3 separate regions of the Mus musculus genome follow, and regions 1 and 2 are each linked to region 3. The links are chromatin contacts, called in public HiCAR-type and HiChIP or PLAC-seq maps. All regions are on one chromosome and are shown on one strand. Each heading gives the region's core, a stretch centred on a gene start, on an enhancer-like site or on the middle of the called end of the contact. The rest is flanking DNA. Distances are from core to core; before and after follow the strand shown.

Region 1 (3,189 bases), core at 480-2,979, 220 kb before region 3:
ACTTACATATAATAAATAAATAAATCTTTAAAAAAAAAAAAAGAATTAACTTCCTAAGCTTACACTGTAGGATGAATGGGTCTTCACTGACCGATCTCTCTCTCTTTTAAAAAAAAAAAAAAAAAAGGCCCTAAGCCAGAACACTGACTTCAGCCATTCAAGTACAAGGAGGAAAATCACCAGGGAAAAGAACAAACATCAAAGTTGATTCGGTTTCGTTTGAACTCGTGCTTACAAGAGAGCACGTCCTGATAACGTATCTTTCCTGATGTTTTTTCAATCACTATGTTTTCTTCAAGCTGTTGGCTCAAGTCTAACAGATGTCTACTATTTCCTTGAGAGCAACCAAATCTATTGTTGATGATGTTGCAAATACTAAGTTGTGTCCAAGAAAGCATTGCTCAATATTCAGCCTAGACTATTGAACGGCTGACAATGGGTAATCGCTTTCTCCTGGAACCTGTTTCCAGCGTGGCTATTTGTCATTCTGCCGCAGCAACATCCTCCTCCTGTTTATTATGTATTTAATTTTTTTGTTGTGTGTTTACACATATGATAGATGTGTGCTTTGGTGTAGGTGTGAACCATGGTTTGCATGAGGAGGCCAGGAGAATACTGGGAGGAGTCCTTTTTCTTCTTCCACTTTTATGTAGGTTCTAAGTATTAAATTCGGGTCATAGCAAGTGCCTTTACCGACCCAGGTATCTCACTGGTCCTCATGAGGTTTTGGGGGTATCTTTTTCTTTTAAATACTTACTCTTGGCGAGCAGCCTACACTTTAGGGATCTGATATCACTGATGCACAAGATTTGGATTCTAAATTCTGTTGTTAATGAATACAATGGTCCTGGGTAAAAACATTTGCCTTTATGGGCCCGAATATTCTTATTTATGAGCGAAGAGAATGAAGACTTTATAGAAGATCAACAATGTATAGAGAGAGCTGCAAGCTCTGCGGATATTTGCCAGTGTTTGAGATGTAAATCATTTCATGCTGCCAAATTCAAAACCAGTGTCTGGCAACATTCCTCATTTCCTGAAATTTAAATAATGGGCTTTACCTGAGCACGCCTGGAATAGAAACAACAATACACATACTTTATGCCTAAAATGGTTTTGTTATTTTGAGACAGGGTCTCATGTAGCCCAGGCTGGTCTGGAACTTGCTATAGCCAAAGCTATCCCTCGGCCTTCAATCTTCTGTGCACTGTGATTGTACCACCGTCCTTGGTTTTGGGAGTGCTGGGGGTTGAAGCCAGGCCTTTATTCTGGTAGGCCAGCACTCTACCAGCTGAGCTACCCACTAGGCTTCATCTCGAAATTCTACAGTATGGTATAACTTTAATCCCATTCAACCTTAAAAGACTGTAATTTTATGCTTCTGACCCTGGGTCAGAATACACCGGAAACTTCATTCATAGCCCTTGGGGGCATCAACATCCTGGTTCCAGATGGTAATAACCTCCCACCTTGGGCGATGACACTGGTCTGGTGGTCTTTGAGTTAGAAAGTGATCTGAAAGGACAGTGACATGTGGAGTTGGGACATTCAGGCCCTGTGCTGCTCCAGAATGAGAGCCACCCAGCCTTCCCTGTGGGTCAGATGGGGCGTGAGTCATCCTGTGTCATCTCAGTCGCTGTTTCCCAGGGTGCTGAGAAGCAAGGAGGCCAGAGAGCATGAAACAGACAGAGAGGAAAAACACGGAGGAGGAGGAGGAAGAGGAGGAGGAGAAGGAGAAAGGGCCCCTCCTTGGGCAGGGCCTCCCAGGCAAGCATGAGTCACTCCTCACTGTCCTGTCTGCCACACCTTCTGAATGTCAGGTGAAGAATTTGCCTAGACCAAGCACCCTTGATCAAGTCAGAACAGGTTTCCTAAAGACCGGGCCCATTAACATTAATGGACTCAAAATAGGCCAATCTCTTCTTAAATGTGGCTTCTTTTTGTTCTGTGTGTAGCTAGAGCTGTAGCCAGTGCAGAAGAGAGAAAGAAGAGCAGCAGGCATGTTTTACCTAGATGGAGGAGGCAGGGGGGAATCACAGAGAAAAGGGATGGACTCACATGGCGCCTTCCTAAACTGCCTGGCAAGCTTGTTAAAGAGCAGGAGGAATGCTCCATAACCATACCGCAATCAACATCTGTCCATTGTGAGCACATGTGTACACAACACCGCTACCAAATTACGGAAAGGTGTAGCCTGGGTTCATACACCAACTTGAAATGCAGAGGGATACAGCTCATGAACACCAGGATGGATACGATCCAAGCCGAAAACCAAACAGAAAAGAACAGGGGTTGGCAAACATCCAGAGAGTTGGAAGCTTTGAGTATTGTTCTGGGGAAAATAAAATGGTTTGGTCATTTTGGAAAACAAAATGGCAGTCTTTCAGGAAAAGTAAACACAGAATTATAAGACCTAGCACGTAGCAATTCCACTTCTGGATATACACTGAAAGGATTGGAAGCAGGGCCTGTGTGTGTGTGTGTGTGTGTGTGTGTGTGTGTGTGTGTGTGTAGAGAGAGAGAGAGAGAGAGAGAGAGAGAGAGAGAGAGAGAGAGAGAGAGTATTGACTGGTATCTTTCTCTTAGTATAATGTCCTTGAAGTTCATACATGTTGCAGCCTGTGTCAGAATTCTTTCCCTTTCAATGTCTGCTACTATTCAATTGTGTGATTATTTTTTAATGTGTGTGTGTGTGTGTGTGTGTGTGTGTGTGTGTGTGTGTGAAAGTGAGTATGTGTACAGCCACATGCATGGTGAATGTGTTGATGTCAGAGAGCAACCTCAAGAATTAGGCCTCAACCGGGTCTCTCTTCTTGTTTATTACCGTCTATAGCAGGCTGGCTGCCCTCAAGTTTTAGATGATTGTCCTTCAGCTGCCTCCCGGTGCCCATAGGGGCACTCTGGGGTTACAAATGCATGCTCTACCTCATCCAACTTTCATGGGCTCTAGGGATCAAAACTCTGCTCATTGGGTTTGGGTAACCAGTGCCTTACCCACTGAGCCATTCCCACAGCCGAGAAGCAAGGTCTAGAAGAGATGTCTGCACACTCATGTTCCTGTAGCGTTATTCACTGCTGCCCAAAGGTGAGAGTACCCTAGATGCCCACTGGTGGTGGCTGAAAAAGGAAACTACTATACTGCAGAATGGAGCAGTGTTTAGCTTTGAAGGAGAAGGGGATTCTGACACA
Region 2 (2,805 bases), core at 40-2,539, 200 kb after region 3:
CCTTCTTTTTTTAAATTTCATTTTAATCTATGTATAAACATCAAATATACTGCATTGGTTACTTTCCCTTTTGCTGGGCTAAAATACTTTGATAAATGCAACTTAAGAATGAAGCGTTTATTCTGGCTCATGATTCCGGGGTACAGTCCATCATAGCAGAAGGCAGGAGGGTGAGGCGGCTCCTCACACAGGGCATCCACAGTCAGGAAGCAGAGACTGATTGGTTGCTACTGCTCAGCTCACCTTCTTCTTCATTCTGGGATTCTGTGGAAAGTTGCCTCCTAGTTAGGGTGGGTCTTCCCATTTCAAATTAACATAATTAAAATGACCCCTCACCAGCATGCCCAGCAGACTTGCTTCCTTGACGTTAGAACCTGCCAAACTGGTAATCAATATTATCCGTCACAATCATCATTATCCACTGTTAACACTGATGGTCTTGAGCTGGTGGAATTACTTTAAAGTCTTAGTTCTAAAGATTTACAAATATCTGGAGAGCTGTGAAATCGTGCACCTTGGTGCCAGTGTTCTAGGTCTTGAGTGTCTGGTATTTACTGGGCTGTGCCTTCTTGCTTAATGCTTAACTAAACATAGACGGTTCCATAGCTTCACCCATGAAAGTCAAACATAATATAAAATACATCAAGGACGTGTAATGGTGGACGCACCTTAATGATGTAATGAAGACTTTTTTTTCTACTAGATTAAAAAGTCTCTGTGATTTTTATAAACATGGTGGCATGGTTTCTGTGGTCCAGCCAAATTCTGACTCTCATCGGCTTCCCCCCACCTTACCAGAAAGAATAGCATGGCAGCTAGAGGTGGGCGAGGTTGCTGGGTACAGCCAGGAAGCTCCTAGGGTCCCCAGCAGAGCCAGCTGCATGTCGCCAGAAGTGGTCACTCACATCTGTGTCACTAAGGCTTACAAGTGTGGAATTTCTGACTTACAGGTTAGCTTTGCCAAAGTCTTGCTGGCAGAGGTTTTTGTCTGCAAAATAGTCATGCTAATGAGGCCCTCAGATGGATTTTTTTTTTTAAATACCCTATACTCTCTGGAAACTTCTGTTGGCAGAAGGGGAGGAAGAAATCTACTCTTTCCCCAGGGAGGAAAAATGTTTCGACTGTCTGAGTTTGTCCTTCTTCTAAGACACTAAGAGCTGGGTTTTGAAGGCTTTGTTAGTGATAGGATCTTGCCTTAGGGCTCTGAAGCCAAATCCGCATGGGACTGTCCTTGAGAGTCTTAAGTGATCCTTCCTAGTCACAAGGGTGTAATTCTGCCTGGGCAGGCTGAGTGGGTCTGGGCTCAGAGCCCTGGCTGTTGAACATGCTGTCTATTACGAGCTGAAGTCCTAAACCCAAGGACCTCAGAGTGTGACTGTCTGAAGACAGGGCCATGCAAGAGGCAACTAAACTAACAGGAGGGCATTTATAGTCCTTTCTATAGTCATTTATATAAAAATGAAGAAGATATAAGACACAGGCACACACAGAGGGAGAGGGGGTCACACAAGAGGAAAAGGGAGACCATCCCTTCTACAAGAAGAAAAGCTTCAGGATGTAATGAAGATCTTTCCTACTAGATTATAAGTCTCTGTTTTCTTTATAAAGATGGTGGCATGAACTTCCAGTTTCTGCATCTCTGTTAAAAAATATTTTCCTAATCTTTATGGTCCCCAAATTATAATACTTTATTATGAAGACCATATTAAAGTGAACCACGATTTCCCTTGGTGACACCAACCCCAGGATATGCTGCCATTTTGGAGACATGGATTCCTAGAATGAATGATTGGTGGCATCGTGGCTTGGGCCAATTGATATATAGTTCTTTGAAGAAAGTATCTTTTATCTTCACCTTTTTTCTTTCTCTTCTCTTCCTCTTATTCCTCTTCCTTCCTCTTCCATCTCGTGTATCCCAGACTGGTCACAAACTACATAGCTGAAGACGACCTTCAAGTTCAAATGCTTAGATTCTGGGATTACAGGTATGCATCATCACACGCAGTTTATCCCATGCTGGGGATTTAAACCCAGGGCTTCTTGCATGTGGGGCAAGCACTCACTCACCCAGCTGAACAAATCTCTAGCTCTGGCTAACAGCAAGAGATGATAAGAAAGGTGAACAAGAAAGAAGTCTAAGCTAGCTCTAGACAGTGTCCTGTCTATGAAGGAGACATCCTGAAGTCTCCACTGCCCAGACCCTCTGCTGAGGAGAGTACCCCAAGGCTCTCAGAGACACACATCATGGGTGATGAAACTGCCAAGAGACATTTCTGTTAGTGTTTGTAGAATAAAGGAAGCCACATTTCTTCAGCTCACTTTCAGGCATAGCTAATCTATCTGTAACATCTAAACTTCTTTCTAACACCAGAATAACTTTTATGGTTTGCTCTGTGTTAGGTTACTTTTCTGTTGCTGGCATAAAATATGACCGAGAGCAACTTAGAGACAAAGAGTTTAATTTGTCTTACACCTCCACGGGAAAGTCCGTAAAGGCAGCAGGTGTCTGTAGAAGGCAGCTGGCTGGTCACATTTTGTCACCACATCAGGAAACGGAAGTAAAACTGAAATGGGGTAAGGTTATACACTCTCAAAACCCACCCCAAGAGATGTACCTTCTCCAGCAAGGTTCCCTGTCATACTCAGTCCAAAGAGTGCCACCAACTGGGGACCAAGCATTCAAAGATATGACCCTCTAAGAGAAACTTTTCATTCAATCCCCCCTACACACACACACACACACACACACACACACACACACACACACTGGCACATAACATTGTTATGATATTCTTTTGATTATAA
Region 3 (3,156 bases), core at 387-2,886:
ATTATCTAAAATGTTTCAGACCCCATAAACCAATACTGAAAGTGGGTGGCTTATTTTCTTTCCTAATCCTTCCATTCTTGTCAGGTGAAAGACTCACATGTTTAAAGGGCATTTGCTTCTACCATCTAGAGATGAGTGGCCATTTGAGCCATGAATTGACATGTTTATTGGTAGAAGGCAGTGTTGGGAGTGGTCCCAGTTTGTTCAAGGATAGAAGCAACCTGTGTTGAGGGCCCTGTTTATTATCCTGGCTATTTTCTATACTTTCCAGGCTTCTGCCCTGGCTGAAGGCCATCTTTACCACCGTCTTTACGTTTTACCTGGAACGGTGTGTCTAATAATTGCATTTCAGCTCATTAAGATGCAATTGCCAACGGCAACTGCATTGAGAGACTAGCAAGAGGATGGGGAAGGCTTTCCTCGTAACACTAGCAGATCGTAACCCCTTTCGTTTGGGTTGTAGTTTAAGAACTCAAATGCAGCCCAAACGAAGAAATAAATTGAAATATCCGACTGGAAACCTCCAGGACTCTGGTTTGGCTTGTCCTGCCCTCTTTGCAGCTAGTGTGTGAGCAGCTTCCTCGCAGGGTGTGTCTTAACTTACAGCAGCTGCCTTTGAGAGCCACGTGTCTGCTAAACGCCTACATTCCATCAATAAGAGAAACTGAGCAGAGAAGGAGAAAACTGTCATACTATTTTCTCCTTCGGTAACGGCATGGATTAAATAGCTGTGTTTGCTTTTATTTAGCAGAGGAAGAAGAAAGTTTAGATCGGGGTCGTGATCGGATCTGTCTTCCTAGCAATGACCTCTTTGCCTTTCTTACCCGCCCAAGCAACTCCTGATGCCTCCAAGAATTCTGTGTGCTAGAAACCTACGCTCGCTAGGCAGAGGCAAGGCCCTGGGAGAAGGGAGGGTGAAAGAAGGGGGTGGGCCTATGTAAATAGCCCGCAAGAGTCACCTCTCCATTGGCTGGTAGCCTGTCCGTTACCGAGTAGGGCAGGGCGTTCCTGGGCTTGAGTGCGGTACCTGAGCGAGACGCGCAGCAGAAAGCCCACGTTGGCGGCGGCCGGGAGCGCAGTGCGCAGAGGCGGGAGACTGCGAATCCCCGAGCCGACGCCGCAGCCTGCGTTCCGAGTTCCGCTCCTCGTCTCTCTCATCGCCTCGGAGAGCGGGATCCTCCGGGCACCCGAGAGACTGCCGAGAGGAAAGCTAGATCGTGGCCGCCTCCACTTGGGGAGGCGCGCGGAGATTCCGAGGGGGAGAGACGGTGCCCGAAGGCGGAGGGGCGCTGAGTTTCGGACCAGAGGGAAGTTAAAACCGCGCGGAGAAAATTGGCTTTTTAGGACGCAGGGACGCCACAGCCTGGGACCCACAGGGGAGTAAACTTCACGACTGTCCTACAAGCCAGGAGAGGCGTGCGAGGGGATGGTGCCCGGCATCGCCTCCACCTCTTGATCTGTCGTCTCCGGCCCCCCTCGGCCAGCCGCCTCTGAGGGTTCAGGGCAGCGCACGTGTGCAGACTGCGAGTGACCGTGCCGTGACCCGCCCGGGGACGCCGGCTGCAGCGCAGTCCTGCCTAGGACACACCTGGCTCACTCAGCCCGTGCGCCTCCAGAGACCTGCGGGAGAGTGGAGGATCCTGGCCGTCGCCCCGTCGTCTCTTCTCCACCCGGGCTTCTGGGGGCGCCGCGGATGACCATGAGAGATAAGGACTGAGTGCCAGGACCGGGAAGAGAGCCCGCCGAGAGGTGGCGGGGGCTGCCCACTCCGAGGGCCACAGCCTCCGCGCTCCGGCCTCGCTCCGCCGCTCGACGCCTCGCGGGCCCCGCGGGGGCAGCCGGGCTGGGCGGCGATGCCCGGGCTGGGGCGGAGGGCGCAGTGGCTGTGCTGGTGGTGGGGGTTGCTGTGCAGCTGCGGCCCCCCGCCACTGCGGCCCCCTCTGCCGGTAGCCGCGGCCGCCGCCGGGGGGCAGCTGCTGGGAGCCGGCGGGAGCCCGGTGCGCGCTGAGCAGCCACCGCCACAGTCCTCTTCTTCGGGCTTCCTCTATCGGCGGCTCAAGACCCACGAGAAGCGGGAGATGCAAAAGGAGATCCTGTCGGTGCTGGGGCTCCCGCACAGGCCGCGGCCCCTGCACGGTCTCCAGCAGCCTCAGCCCCCGGTGCTCCCGCCACAGCAGCAGCAGCAGCAGCAGCAGCAGCAGACGGCCCGCGAGGAGCCCCCTCCAGGGCGGCTGAAGTCCGCTCCACTCTTCATGCTGGATCTCTACAACGCCCTGTCCAATGACGACGAAGAGGATGGGGCATCGGAGGGTGTGGGGCAAGAGCCTGGGTCCCACGGAGGGGCCAGCTCGTCCCAGCTCAGGCAGCCGTCTCCCGGCGCTGCACACTCCTTGAACCGCAAGAGTCTCCTGGCCCCGGGACCCGGTGGCGGTGCGTCCCCACTGACTAGCGCGCAGGACAGCGCTTTCCTCAACGACGCGGACATGGTCATGAGCTTTGTGAACCTGGGTAAGGATTTTGGGGGTAGCATCGCGCGGAGGGTAGATCCCTCCTTTGCAGTCTCCTGGGCTCAGGTGGTGGGAAGAGGTGGAGGAGCGCGCGCGTGCGCGCGCGGCGGGGATGTGGGACAGCTGGTGCTCCGGACACCTGCGCGGCCGAGTGCTCGCCTGCGCTCCGCTGCAATGGGAGGAGCTGGAACACGCAGAGGTGCCCGCAGAGGTTGTCTTTTTCGGGGAACATGGGGCACTTTTCCCTGTATTCTTATTTCTGACGAGCTCGGGCCACTTCAACGCAAATGAGTTTGGCCAAGGTTCCTAAGAATAAGGTCCTCTGCACTCTTTCCCCTCTGAACTGTCCTCCATTGCCCCCTGGACGTTCGGAGTGCCGCTTTACCCATAGTGACCGTCAGGGAATCCCCCAGCAGTTGAGAACTCCGAGAACCTGATCTGAATGCTTTAGAGAGATTCACAGGTGTTGAGGAAGGAGGGCTTCGGTGGCTGAGGAAGGTCCCACCAGGACCTTGGAAGGTGTGCCAATCCCCGCCAGGCGGGGCTTGCGTCAGTATGGGGCGAGATTCCAGCGCAATTGGGGTAATCCACCCAGTGCCTGCGCTCTCATGCCCTTGGCCATTGTCCCAAAAGGTTGACCCTTCAATCA

The links. HiCAR-type assays count read pairs that join an accessible place to other places. HiChIP or PLAC-seq counts read pairs in DNA pulled down with a chosen protein or histone mark.
Region 1: an HNF4G HiChIP or PLAC-seq map of pancreatic cancer cells shows a contact between it and region 3. The contact joins the enhancer-like site here to the promoter of Bmp6 in region 3. A contact is called at or near these places in 7 of 39 promoter capture datasets (the 3T3-L1 cell line, 3T3-L1-derived adipocytes, hippocampal neurons and 3 more), 1 of 115 datasets of contacts at active chromatin or transcription factors (pancreatic cancer cells) and 1 of 9 other capture datasets (pancreatic islet).
Region 2: a contact with region 3 is called in a HiCAR-type map of astrocytes, with 2.7 times the contacts expected there. The contact joins the enhancer-like site here to the promoter of Bmp6 in region 3. A contact is called at or near these places in 2 of 39 promoter capture datasets (both in liver), 5 of 115 datasets of contacts at active chromatin or transcription factors (astrocytes, embryonic stem cells, fetal liver and 2 more) and 3 of 9 other capture datasets (adipose tissue, liver and pancreatic islet).

The regions. Positions count from the first base shown.
Region 1 is chr13:38,122,147-38,125,335 of GRCm38.p6, forward strand. No RefSeq gene overlaps it. Among named protein-coding and RNA genes, the nearest start is that of Dsp, 28 kb to the right of the region's middle. Within about 2 kb of position 1,730, at least 56 of the 459 cell types and tissues checked have an H3K27ac peak or open chromatin away from gene starts, as enhancers often do. A contact at or near this core is called in pancreatic cancer cells, where this site is marked.
Region 2 is chr13:38,544,387-38,547,191 of GRCm38.p6, forward strand. No RefSeq gene overlaps it. Among named protein-coding and RNA genes, the nearest start is that of Gm40922, 9.1 kb to the right of the region's middle. Within about 2 kb of position 1,290, at least 44 of the 459 cell types and tissues checked have an H3K27ac peak or open chromatin away from gene starts, as enhancers often do. A contact at or near this core is called in astrocytes, where this site is marked.
Region 3 is chr13:38,344,080-38,347,235 of GRCm38.p6, forward strand. Bmp6 (bone morphogenetic protein 6) reads left to right here and starts at 1,637. Exons shown (of 7, transcript NM_007556.3): 1 at 1,637-2,508. The coding sequence starts at 1,854. Gm47990 (a long non-coding RNA gene) reads left to right here. Exons shown (of 2, transcript XR_003950672.1): 2 at 1-44.